3 separate regions of the Mus musculus genome follow, and all the other regions are linked to region 3. A link is a contact called in public HiChIP or PLAC-seq data. All regions are on one chromosome and are shown on one strand. Each heading gives the region's core, a stretch centred on a gene start, on an enhancer-like site or on the middle of the called end of the contact. The rest is flanking DNA. Distances are from core to core; before and after follow the strand shown.

Region 1 (4,104 bases), core at 961-3,460, 300 kb after region 3:
CTGGCGCATAGAGAAAGCTGCTATCAAAGTCTACTATAAGCTTAATAGCATGTAGCCCCAGGACCTATGATACTTGCTTGCGTGCCCTGAGTGAGAGTCGTGCTTCCTAAACATATATCTTCATAATGCCCTGTCCCCCAGCCCTGCCCTGGGGCCTACCTTTACCCCACTGACTCCCAGAAAGACGACTCTGAGGTCTGGCTCCTAGCTGTCACCAACTGGGCTTTTCTTGTCCCCAAACGGTAGGTGTAATGACAATCCTCTGGCTTATTCAGGACCATGTGTAAGCAGAACCAGGCTTGGCCACTCCAGAGAATAGAGCCTGGTCTTTTATGAGCCTCAGGTCAGAGAAGGAACTTCTGTGCTGGGTGGCGTCTTCTCTAGCCAGGTCACCACAGGCATCTCCACCACAGTGACATCTACCTCGTGTGTTCCTGGTGTATGTCACTTCAGGAACGTGAACTCACTCCCCCTCCTCCCATGTCAGCACCCCAACATCGTAAGGATCCTGAGCATCAGGTTGTTCTTCTGTGACCTGTGCTCTGTTCCCACAGAAGAAACAGCCACCTTGTCCTGCTATTTCCCCAGAGTGATGATTCGGCTTTCCTAGTCTCCCGATCCCAGATAAGCACCCTGGACTGTACCATTCCAGGTTTTGTCATCTCGGAGAACTACTTGATCTCTAATTATAAGTGAAAGAAGGAAAAAAAAAAAAAAAGCAGTGATTTCCCTGATAGCTAACCGACTGCCACATGCCACTGCAGAGACCAGATTTACCCTCTTACATCCACTGGGGGTGCAAAGGAACAGGCGATTAGGAAAGAACACACTAGAAACAACAACCCACACGTATCATTAAACAAAAATGTGACGGGCCTTGATCGCAAATGTTGTCGTCTCTCAGCGAGGGCATGCCCGTACTTTCATTAACCCTGGGGACCGGAATGGCAGCTTCTCTAACGAGGTGCCAGGGTTTAGCCAAAGCTTGCCTTAATGAAAAAGGCAGGGCCACCTACTGGGAGCTCCTTCTCTGTGACTTCATTCTTTAGGGTGCTCAAGTGCAAATCAACTTGTTTACCAGGATCAGCGTGGCCGTGTTAATGAAGTCTTATTTGTGTCATGGCAGTGACAAGTCACTTGTGTCAGGCTGAACTCTGGAGAGGAGAGAAGCTGAGAAACTTGTATTTCTGTCCTGTAGTTTCCATACAGATGTTTTTGGGCCCACGTTGGTACAGTCAATACTCGTCTTTTCTCCAAATTGTGTGTCCGTGGTGGAGAAAAGCCTTGTTACTGTGCAGAATGTGGTAAACAAAATTACACTGCGGGCCTTGAGGAGGCAAGGAAAGCAAGGAGCATTGAGGAGCAAGCACTCGGACGGGCGTACCCTCACGGCCAGCATGTGGTTTTCATGAAAGGAGAGCATGAATACGCAGACCCTAATTACTGCTTTGAGTTGACAAAGTATAGTGAATCTATACAGAAATGCGGCAGAACAGCTCTGGCTGTGTCTCGAAGCAGCTTTCGAAGTAAATATAGAAAATTCCGCATGCATGGGTTTTACATAAGATCGTTTTGAAGGAAGCCAGAGAGTTCATTAATAGCCTATTGAGTAGGCCTGATGGAGAGCCAACTATATTTGGTTTTGATGTTTTATAGTAAGACTTGATGAACTGCAATCTATAACCCAGGTCCAGCCTATCACTTACTTGTAAATAACGTTTTTGTTTTGTTTTGTTTTGTTTTTTATTGGACAACAAGAGCAAAAAGAGCCGTATTCATTGTCTGTGGCTACATCAAGCTATAATGGCAAAGCCTGGTAGGTCTAAGCAAGACCTGAAATATTTACTTTGTGTCCTTTCAGAAAATAAAAATCGCTAGCCTGTGGCATATTGGAAACAGCTGTGTCAGAGAAGGTTCATGGACTGTTGTTGAGCCGCTGGCTAGACGGAGTGGGGGGGAAAGTCACGTGCCTAGATCACAGATTCAAAGAACAGAAATGGAGCAATGACTGGAGAAACTGGAACTTGAGGTTAGGAAGTGAATTCTGCTGTGAGCAGGTCAAGGAGAGGGCTGTGTGGGCTGGGTGTCCACTCTTTAGTGAGTGGAATATGAGGCTAATCGGAAAAGCTCACAGGTTTCTGTAGGGGCGTTAAACACTTTGTCGACTCGTGGGATCTGACTCACAAACACATCATGCCAGCATCAGAGTTACATTAGAGCCAGTCGTAGCTTTGGAAGCTGAGGTGGGAAAGAGGGGTGTTATCTTTCTCTGGCTACTGGTGGGGTATGGTAAGCAAGCCCTGCATTCTCCAGCCCATGAGACTCAACATGAAGTCATTGCCTGCATTTGTACTGTGACTGTGACTCCGGATAAAACTACGGAGAGGTTTTCTCATGCCAAGTGGACATATTGCACAATAGGGTTCATTATGTTAAGTCAGTGCCTACCTGTGTCTGGATTCAGTAGCTAGCGCCAGTGCTGTGGTAAAGTGGCTGACTGTGCATTTTCCTGACAAGGGGGGATCTGTGAATCTGAAAGATGGCGGCATAAGAAGCTCTAAGCAGACCCGGAATAGTGTGAGTGTCAAGACGGTGAGGAGTCATTATCTCAGCTCAGTGTCCCTGGGCCTTCTTAGTCATGCATTGACTCTTAGTTCAAAGACCCAGTAAAACTTTTATTACTGCTTTCTCTTTCCCTGTGTCTTGATGAGCCTGGCCTTAACCAAGGGAGGCTCCTGCTTAGTGACAATAGTGACAGCAGCCAACCCAGACTGCAGACATTGTCCTCAACAGCTTTCCACAGGCTGGCTCCTGGGGTGCACACAGAAGTTGGATGGGATTAGTACTCCCATTTTATAGATGACGAAACCGAGGGTAAGCAGCTTGCTAGGGCATGGGTAAGCCCACCAGTCTGGCTCCAGAGTCTTTAAAAGCTTTTGAAAACAGACCTCAGGCACATAGAATTGGATTAATTACAATTCTCATGCATGACACACTTTCTCATGCATGGGCTGTCTTTTACTTGGATAATTAAAGAGTCACCGATCATTACATACAACACTGACATGCACACGTGCAGATGCGTGCGCACACACAAACACAACTCATGCACACATATGCACACACCTTGGTTTGGCTCCCTTGGAAGCAGGCCAGAAGTTAACAGGACAGTGGGAAACGAGACAGAAAGAGGGTGCCCGTCCAAAGTGCATTCTTAGGCAGCAGCTACAGGGTAAGCGGAGCTTAGCCCTGGGGCAAAGTGAGAAACTGGCTTCAGAAGGGTCTTGCATTCCTGGAGTAAGGGGGATGGGTGGCTAGCCACCTGTCAGTACTCACTGACAGGTTCTCCAGGGCAGATGTATGGATCTTGATAGAAGCCAAAGACCTGGGATCCATGAAAAACCAGGGTCCAAAGCAGTATTTCATGATCATATATAATACATTTATGTTATGAGCATATACATATACACACATAGTACACATACACATATTCTTTATATCTATCATATGCCTATTACTGCAACTCCTGCGGAGGTTTAAAAACATTTTGTGCTAATTGTCTTATATATCTCTACTAGCACAACTATACTGTATCAGCTTCCATACTGTGTCCACTTGGAGAGCCACCAGCCACCTGATATCTGTGTGCACCAGTCCCACACACCTACAACCCTTTCTCTCCTCTCTCCAGCTCTGTCCATTAGGGTAACTCTTTGGTACTAGAGCTAGTGTTCCATAAAAACAGAGGAGCCCTCAGTTTTATTCTGAGGAGTCCTGGGGAATGGGGAGAGTGAGTGTGTGAGATAGAGCCAACTCAAGCCAAGGAAAATCCCCAAGAGTCCATCATCGCAGACCAGAAACATTGACTTTCATTCCCTTCAGGAGAACCCTGTGCAACCCTTTGGTTGGTCAAAGGGGCAAGGCGCTGAGCAGCTAGGCCCTGCCTTGGAACTCCACCGCTGCTGGTTGCTGTCGCTCCTGCTGCTGCTGCTGCTTCTGCTGCTACTGCAGTCAGATCCAGCAGAGGGTGTGAACAGTTTCCTGGTGCCTGAGAGCCTGCCACAATCTCACACCCAAGTCAAGCTCACTTCTCATGTTCCCAAG
Region 2 (3,995 bases), core at 457-2,956, 460 kb after region 3:
CCAGCAAATGAGTGTGCCAGAAAAGATGATGGTGATGGAGGAGGAGGAGGAGGAGGAAGAGGAAGAGGAGGAGAAGTAGGAGGAGGAAAAAGAAAGAAAGAAGGGGAAAGTAGGGAGGGGGAGGGAGAGAGGTAGAGAGAGGGAGGGGAGAAAGAGAATATGAATGAATGAATGAATGAATGTGCAGGCTCTGGTGCAGGCTCTGTCTGGCTAGTTACTTCCTCTTGGTGTTCTTCAGCCTTAGCTCCTCTATTCGCCAATGGGAATATAAGGGTATACACCTGCGGTAAGGATGAACAGTGTATTCAGGAGCCTGCCATGGACGGTGATCAGTGATGGGCAGCTAATGTGGCTTTTATCCTCCCCTCCCCTCCCCTCCCCTCCGCTCCCCTCCCCTCCCCTCCCCACCCCACTCATAAGAAGCTTGAACCTGGCGTTCATTTAACCCTCAGAGCTGTGCTAAGGTCCTATCCTTCATATGCTGGCTAGAGAGGAGAGTGAACTACAGGAAGCAGGGATTTTGCCCCCACTCTCCCTGTGGGGTGGTCTGAATGAACCCCTACTTGAACCCAGGGAGCTGACTCACAGCCCACAGTGTTCATCACACCATGTCACGATGCTTGGAAACACTTGGCAGGCCGTCCTCTTGATGCTCCAGGGGAAAAAAAAAAGAGCGTTTGCTCATTCCTGGGCTAGTTCAGCACAGCTGGGCGAGGCCAGGTGCTTGTGGGGCAAGCTGGGGAAGACTCCAAACATGATGTCACATGGTCACAGAGAAAGCTGGGGACAGATCACATACTGTGGAGCAGCAACAGACCATCAGTACATCACCATCGGCCATGGCACCTTGTTATCGTGCATGCATGTGTGTGTGTGCACATGCATGAACATGCACCTATGTAACTAGTCATCTCTGGATCTACGTGCAAGTTCCCAGGATAGAACACAAGAATGAGGAAGGGGGGAAGTTTTCCTGGCTTTGCTGGTGACAATTTAACAGAGACAACTCAGGAACACTTTGACACTCAGGTAGGTTAGTAAGTCGTTAGTGAATTCCGTGGTGCTATGACAGAGGAGGGGATGGGACAAGGGGACGGAGGCGTGGGGCGTGGGGGAGAATGTCCAGGCCTCCTGCAGCAGTGGAAGCCTGAGCCCGAGTCATTTCGCAGCCCTCGCTATGTGTGTCAGGCCAGCCTGGTGGGCACCATAAAAGGAGAAGCAGGAGGAGAGGACACACTAAAAGATGTCCTTTTAAGAGGGGCAGAAATTCAAAGGCTGCCTGAGACCTTTGCCTGGCCTTCCATCCCCAAGACTCACGAAGGAAAGAAAACGCCACGCCGTTCAAAACCAAAGCCTTATTTCTTTGTAAAGTGAGCCAGTTTGGATAAAATATTCCTGTTTCCACAAAAACACAAAGCAAAGAGATGTAATGAAAAGCATGCATCTTAAAACTGTGAGTTCTATATAAAATGTCAGGGGGAAGAATCAGAATGGAAGTACGTGGCAACATTGGAAATAACTCTATTATGCCCCAAAGTATTTCCACAGAGGTTAACTGGAACTTCAAATTCTTGCCGCTTATCTGACACAGATGTGGACAGTGTTCGCCCCCTGCTGTCGAAGCTTGGTATTGCGATGTGGCAAGCACTGTGAAGGCGGCGCCAGATTCTGGCACAGGATACGTGAGTGTTTTGTAGCAACAGAGCTCAACACTAAGAACTGACACATTGGTCAGGTGTCAACAGATGCAAGCAGATCTGTATGCCTCCTGCGCAGTGAGATAGAAAAGCAGCTTATTCTGAGCAGGAAAAGGTTCCGAGTGGGTTAGCCCTCCCCAACACCAAAGAATGGCTGTTCCCCTTCCATTTGTCTGGCTTCTTCAACTGAATTCTGTGTTTGTGAGAGTCAGACATGAGGTTATGTAACACACAGCTTGACAATCATCCTTTTATTTGAACAGATCACAGATTTTTAGCCTCCCTCTGAAGATATCTGGGCTGTTCTTAGCTCTTGGCTATTGAATAAGGAAGCTGGGAGCACACTCGGATGTGTGTTCTGATGAACAAACAGGCAGAGATTCCCGCCAAGCATATATTACAATGATACTGTTGGGTCAAAGGGTATGAAGATGTTCATACTTAGGAGATGATGCTAAATGGTTTTCTAAAGAATCCCATCAAATACACCCAATCAGCTACGAAGAAGGCATCTCTGTGTGCCACATCCTTGCCAACGTTTGGCACCATTGGTCTTTTGAAAGGTTTAGGCCCTTTAGTGGGACTGTGTCATACCTTACTATTTTAGCTCCCACTTCCCTGATGACTGATGAAACTGCACCTCTCAGAGTGTTCAGGCATCTGGTGTCTTTCTGCTCTTGACTGTGGATGTGACATTTTGAGTTTTTGCTTTGACTTCCACACTAACGGTCTGTGTGATGGATTGTAAGCCCTTGCTATTGGTCAGGGTAAATGTCATCACAGCAACACAAACAAAATTTGGACAGAGACAAAAAAAAAAAATGTACCGTAATTACAAGAATGGAAGAGTATGGGGGAATGTTGTTTCGGGCTCTCCCCCAGTACCTCTAGCAAAACAACCTCAAAATATACATTAAGATGGAAAAACTACTCATAGACAGAACACTGATTGTACTTGGGGGTCTAAATACATTCATCTAAACACTAATATAGCAACTTGACAAAAATTTAGAGATGTGTCTGACATGGTGGTCCATGTTTTTAACCCCACCACTCAGGAGGCAGAGGCAGGTGGATCTCTGAGTCTGAGGCCAGCCTGGTCAACAGAGTGAGTTCCAGGATAGCCAATGCTACACAGAGAAACCCTGTCTCAAAAAACAAAGAACAAAAAAGAAATAAAAGAAAAACTTAAGATGTACATGTAAATATCAGAAATTAATAATTTCAACATAATACAGACTCATTAGGTCATTAAACACACAAAATAAAGAACACAGTTTCTTCTGTGTCCCTGGGGAATATTCATAAAGGCTGAGAGTGGGACGGCTCACTAAAGAAGACACATCTATTTCACAGGCACTTGGGCAGATGTGCTTCCACCCACGATGCCACAGCTGGAACAGCTTGGAAAAAAAAAAAAATCACACACATCCGTAGATGAAACCCCCTCATTTCTATTGGCTCTGGACCAAAGTGGCGTTTCTGAGCTAAGCTATGAAACACTCAATGCAGTCAGTGACAAGGTGGTGAACACTTGAGGCAGAGGTGGAAGGTGCTGCACTGTTCAACAGCAGGTGCTGCTCCTGCAGAGGACCCCACACCAGGTGGATCACAATCACCTTAACTCCAGAGCCAGGGACTGACACCCCCTTCTGGCCTCTCTAGGTACTGCACTCATGTGCACAAACTCACACATATACACACTCTTTCTTTAATCTTAAAACATAGGAGGTAGAGGGAAGCTATGGAGACTCATTGATATTTGGGTGCTAGACAAAATCCCAAGGTATAAATCAAAAGGGAAAGAAATGAATGACTATGACTCTGGTAAAATGAAGAATTCCTAGGTTATGAAGAATACCATAGACAAAATTAAGGGCAATAGATAAAAGAAAATATAAGTGACATAATTCACATGCAGAACACATAAGAAAATCTCAATTATTAGTAGGAAAAGCACAGAGAAGTCCAAAAGAAGAATAAGATAGAACTTAACACCCTATTTGTAGAAGGAGAATCCCAAATGGCTCACAAGTATGCAGCAGTATTCAATTAATTTGATAAGGAAAGTAAATGGAATTTAAAAATAATTGGGTACTTAATTCAGGGCAGCTAATTAGAAAAGAGTTACAGTGCCAAACACTGTTGGCTGTAACAAGATAGGACCCCATCCATCCTGCGAGAGGCAGAGCTGTGTGCAGCAATGGGGAACGTGCAGTGTGCTGCTCTCCTGTAACCTAGGTGTCCCATCCCAGGGGTGGAACCTCAGAAAAACTCTCCTCTGTGTCAGCAAAGCTT
Region 3 (3,734 bases), core at 339-2,838:
AGTAGGAAAAAAGACCAACCATCCACTGAGATCCTAACCAGGCTTTCATAACTTAAGACTGGAGTCTTCCACAAACTCACACAGGTAGCCATAGAAGCTACTCCTGGAAATCCAATCCTGGCCAGAACATGCTAGGGCCACCCACATTCCTACCTGCAGCAACCTTCCTTTCTCCCTCAGCATCAACCCTAAGATCCTCCAGGGCTCTGTAGCTCAGTAACTTTGCAGGGTGTTAAGTCTAGAGGAGCCCAGAGGTCCGTGGCCTCCCATGTGGGGGTTACAATTCCTACAACCTTAAATCCTGTAAAGCGTGCCCACAAGGTCCTTCAGCTTCTCGCCAGAACTTCCAAACCTTGCCTTTACACTTAACAAAGCTTCCTACTAAATATCTACACCAAATTTCCGTACATTAGTTTTTCTTTCTGCTTGTGAAAGGGGTGGTGGTGGTGGTGAAACTAGTCAAGATCGGATATCCTCTGCAATACCAGCTTCTAGAAAAGAGCGTTTTTGAATGGGATGCCACGTGCTGTGTTTTGCCATATTGCCTGCGCTTCCTGCTTGGAGCCAGAGTAACAGAAACCTTGGGCACTGGGAACTGTTCCGTGCCACGCAAATTCCACTCCGTATCTTCCAGGCAACCCTGTCGCAAATAATTCATGTCCACTACGCCCCTACCACACAGAATACAACTACATTGTGCTGCTAGAAATGGGAAACCTGATTCAGATCAGAGAAGGTAGAAAAACATTTAGTTCAACACAATACTGCCTTTATGAAAAGGGGCGTGCGCCGGGTGGTGGTGTAAATCCCAAACCTGTAAGTGGGGATAGATTTCAAGACGAATTTTGGAAGAAAATGCAGAATCAAAATAGCATCCAGCTTGACTCAGACCAGTAATAATAATAACAACAACAAAAACCCAGCCAGTCCTTCTAGAGCTACGCCTGTTTAGGCTGCGCGGTGCTCTTAATGGCCAGCCAGCCTGTTCTCCTGGGAAATGGTGCTGCTGCTACAGCGTGACTTGCTTTGCGTGCTGCAATAAAAGGAAAACAAGCTTGCACGACCCAATAGCTTCCTTCAGTTTGTGCCTAGCAGCGGGGAGAAAATTAAAAAAAAAAAAAAAAAAAGCCTGAAAAGGGGTCCTGAGGCAAGGTGAATGGAGGACAGGATCCTAGAGAACAGCACTGCCCTGCAGGATTTTTGTAAACAGCAGCCTGTAATGGCCACGGTTAGAGAAAGAAAAACAGACATGGAGGGAAGCGTGTTTACAACTGCAGCAAGGGCGGGAGGCGGAGGGAGGGATTCCCCGGCTCTGCGCTCGGCCCTCTTCACTCCGGTGGGGCCCCGGGGTTGGGCTGAGCTTCAGCTCCCCACCCCAATCCGTGCTTTCTTGGGGGGCCCCCCATCTTGTTTATGGGAAGGTTACTCCTCCTCGGCTCTGGTGATCGCGTCCCTAATACTCCAGCTGCATCCTTGCGGGATGCCAGCTTGACTGACAAGTCCTGCAGCCAATCGCTGGTTGGGCCCTTAGGAAAGGTGGAATTTCCCAACAAACTGATTGGCTGAGAGAGAGGGCGGGCCCTGGTGATTGGCGTGTTATTCCGAGTAGAAAGTAGTAAACAACCTTGGTCCAGGGGCGGTGGGGAGGGCGCCCGGTGCCAGCTCCCTCTGGCTGGCAGGGCGGGGTGGGGAAGCACCCGAGACAAAAGGAATCCTGGCTGCCACAGCGGGGAGGGCAGGAAGGGGGTGGCCCCAAAAGTCAGCACCTGGAGGCGTCGTTTGGAGCCCCCCCCCCCCCCCCCCCGAGCCAGAACTGCTGACTTTAAGCCACACATCGTTTTTTTGTTTTGTGCAGAACCTCAAAGGTTTTGTTTCCATCATTTTCACTTCTTGTATGGCTGACGAAGTCTCCAATGGAATGATAACCGATTTAGTCGCTTTTGTCCAGAAGCCCCTTCCTCACCGTCGAATAAAAATTTAAAATTGTCTTTTACGAAAGTTGCTTTAAATCACACACTAAAATTGTTGCACTATACAATACGCCATTAATGGCATGCTGGTGCACCAGACACACAGCTACATCTTTTGATAGCAAGTTTTAGGAGCTCTGAGCCTATTGGGAGCAGCTGGGATGGAGAACATACACAAAAAGAAACAACACATGACGGCGTTGGGACCACTTGATAAGAAATAAGCGGTTAACTTGCCTTGCCCATAGTATTTCTGGCAGTCTCACTTGAATCTCCCATTCCCTCACTCCAGCTTCACCATCCTTACAGGACCCCAGGCGGAGGAAACCATCTGCTCTTAGGATGGGGGGCTCTGCTCACCCCGCACATAAACATGCTCACAAGTCGCTATCCTGAGCAAGCCTCCTCAATGTAAAAGGGGACCAGGAGGCCAGCCAAGCCGGCTCTCTCCACTTCAATGCTTGTTGAATATACAGAGACCACGTTGTCACTTTTCACAATCAAGATATATCGGTATCACGATATATCGATAACGGGTACTTTATAGGAGATAACAGTGCAAACTGGCCACCTGGCATTCTCCTTTGCCATTCTAGTCCCTCACCTCTGCTATCTCCTATGGAGCCTGCCACAAGCAACCCCAGTAAATGTTCACCCCAAGTCACCTTTGCTGTATAAAACATGGATTTAGGCTTTCCTTGGTCCTTGCAGCCTGGCATCAGACCCCAAACCAGTAGCTACTTTCATTGTAGGCACCCTCCCTCTGGACACTTTGTTCTGTTCCCAGGTCCCTGCCCAGACCACACACATCATTTTACTCAACGTTGGTTTTTATGCTTTCTAGACTTTACCTCTGCCTGCCCAGGAGAGGCCACTGTTCTCCACCGTTCTCCCTGGCCCAGCTACCCCACTTCTTGCAGAAGACTGAAATTTGTTTTCTTAGCACTAAGTCTCTGATAGGGCTTTAATGCTGTATTTAGACTCCACTCCTACGTTAAGACCCTGAACTTCCTGAGGCCTGGAATGGTATTATCTTCAGATTTGGGTCTTCAGTGGAGATGGGCTTCTACTAAAGTGCCCGCTGCAAACTTGCCAAATATTTCTAGGATTCTTCCCTAGCATCCTGAGTATGCCTACCCCTGAAAATCTTTCCTTACACACGTGCAATTAATGTGTTTTCTCTGCTGGGTCAACAACTCTGTTTTCTCTACTTGGCAAATTTCCACTCTGCCTAAAATCACTTCCTCTCTTGGCATACCTTTCACAACCTCCCACCAACTACACTGTGTACCAAGAGCAGAGAGGTCTCTTTCCGTTCTTACTTCTCTGGCCAGAATTAGCTACAAAACTAGAACTAGCATGGTTTGTTGGTAAAGGAAGAGCGGAGAGGCAAAATTTCAGAAGTGGTATCACCTGTACATCTGCATAACCAACCCATTGCCATCTGTAGGGGTGAAGCAGCGCCATGCTCCGTTTGTGGCTGTGATGGTCTCCCCCTGCTTTCTGTCTGAAGGCCTCTGTCTCTGAGGTGGATTCTTACTCCCCCCTCCATCTCAATCAGAGATCTCCTCCTGGCTCTTATGCTATCAACTCTGCACATCCCCGATTCCTTTCCACCATGACACTGAACTGTCATCTCCTTTTCTATCTGACCAGTCACTGACTTGCTCACAGTTTAGTCTGTCCGCCATACAGCCATATCCAGTGTTCTAAGAATTGTGGGGTTCCACAGCTGGGGCTCAGTCTCTGCTTACGCCCTCATGT

Evidence for each region. HiChIP or PLAC-seq counts read pairs in DNA pulled down with a chosen protein or histone mark.
Region 1: an H3K4me3 HiChIP or PLAC-seq map of embryonic limb bud shows a contact between it and region 3, with 3 times the contacts expected there. The contact joins two enhancer-like sites. A contact is called at or near these places in 7 of 115 datasets of contacts at active chromatin or transcription factors (bone marrow-derived macrophages, craniofacial prominence, embryonic basal ganglia and 4 more) and 3 of 9 other capture datasets (adipose tissue, liver and pancreatic islet).
Region 2: an H3K4me3 HiChIP or PLAC-seq map of forebrain shows a contact between it and region 3, with 5 times the contacts expected there. The contact joins two enhancer-like sites. A contact is called at or near these places in 1 of 15 datasets of contacts at CTCF or cohesin (pro-B cells), 22 of 484 Hi-C or Micro-C datasets (3T3-L1-derived adipocytes, the C2C12 cell line, the G1E-ER4 cell line and 15 more), 4 of 115 datasets of contacts at active chromatin or transcription factors (acute myeloid leukemia, embryonic basal ganglia, embryonic forebrain and 1 more) and 2 of 9 other capture datasets (adipose tissue and embryonic stem cells).

What each region holds. Positions count from the first base shown.
Region 1 is chr7:67,824,392-67,828,495 of GRCm38.p6, reverse strand. The region is part of intron 2 of Gm34350 (a long non-coding RNA gene); the gene reads right to left. Among named protein-coding and RNA genes, the nearest start is that of 4833412C05Rik, 23 kb to the right of the region's middle. Within about 2 kb of position 2,210, at least 18 of the 459 cell types and tissues checked have an H3K27ac peak or open chromatin away from gene starts, as enhancers often do. A contact at or near this core is called in embryonic limb bud, where this site is marked.
Region 2 is chr7:67,670,507-67,674,501 of GRCm38.p6, reverse strand. The region is part of intron 5 of Ttc23 (tetratricopeptide repeat domain 23); the gene reads right to left. Among named protein-coding and RNA genes, the nearest start is that of Ttc23, 25 kb to the right of the region's middle. Within about 2 kb of position 1,706, at least 55 of the 459 cell types and tissues checked have an H3K27ac peak or open chromatin away from gene starts, as enhancers often do. A contact at or near this core is called in Sertoli cells, adipose tissue, forebrain and 1 more, where this site is marked.
Region 3 is chr7:68,126,990-68,130,723 of GRCm38.p6, reverse strand. All of the region lies in intron 2 of Igf1r (insulin-like growth factor I receptor), which reads right to left. Among named protein-coding and RNA genes, the nearest start is that of Gm51488, 8.3 kb to the left of the region's middle. Within about 2 kb of position 1,588, at least 378 of the 459 cell types and tissues checked have an H3K27ac peak or open chromatin away from gene starts, as enhancers often do. A contact at or near this core is called in Sertoli cells, adipose tissue, embryonic limb bud and 2 more, where this site is marked.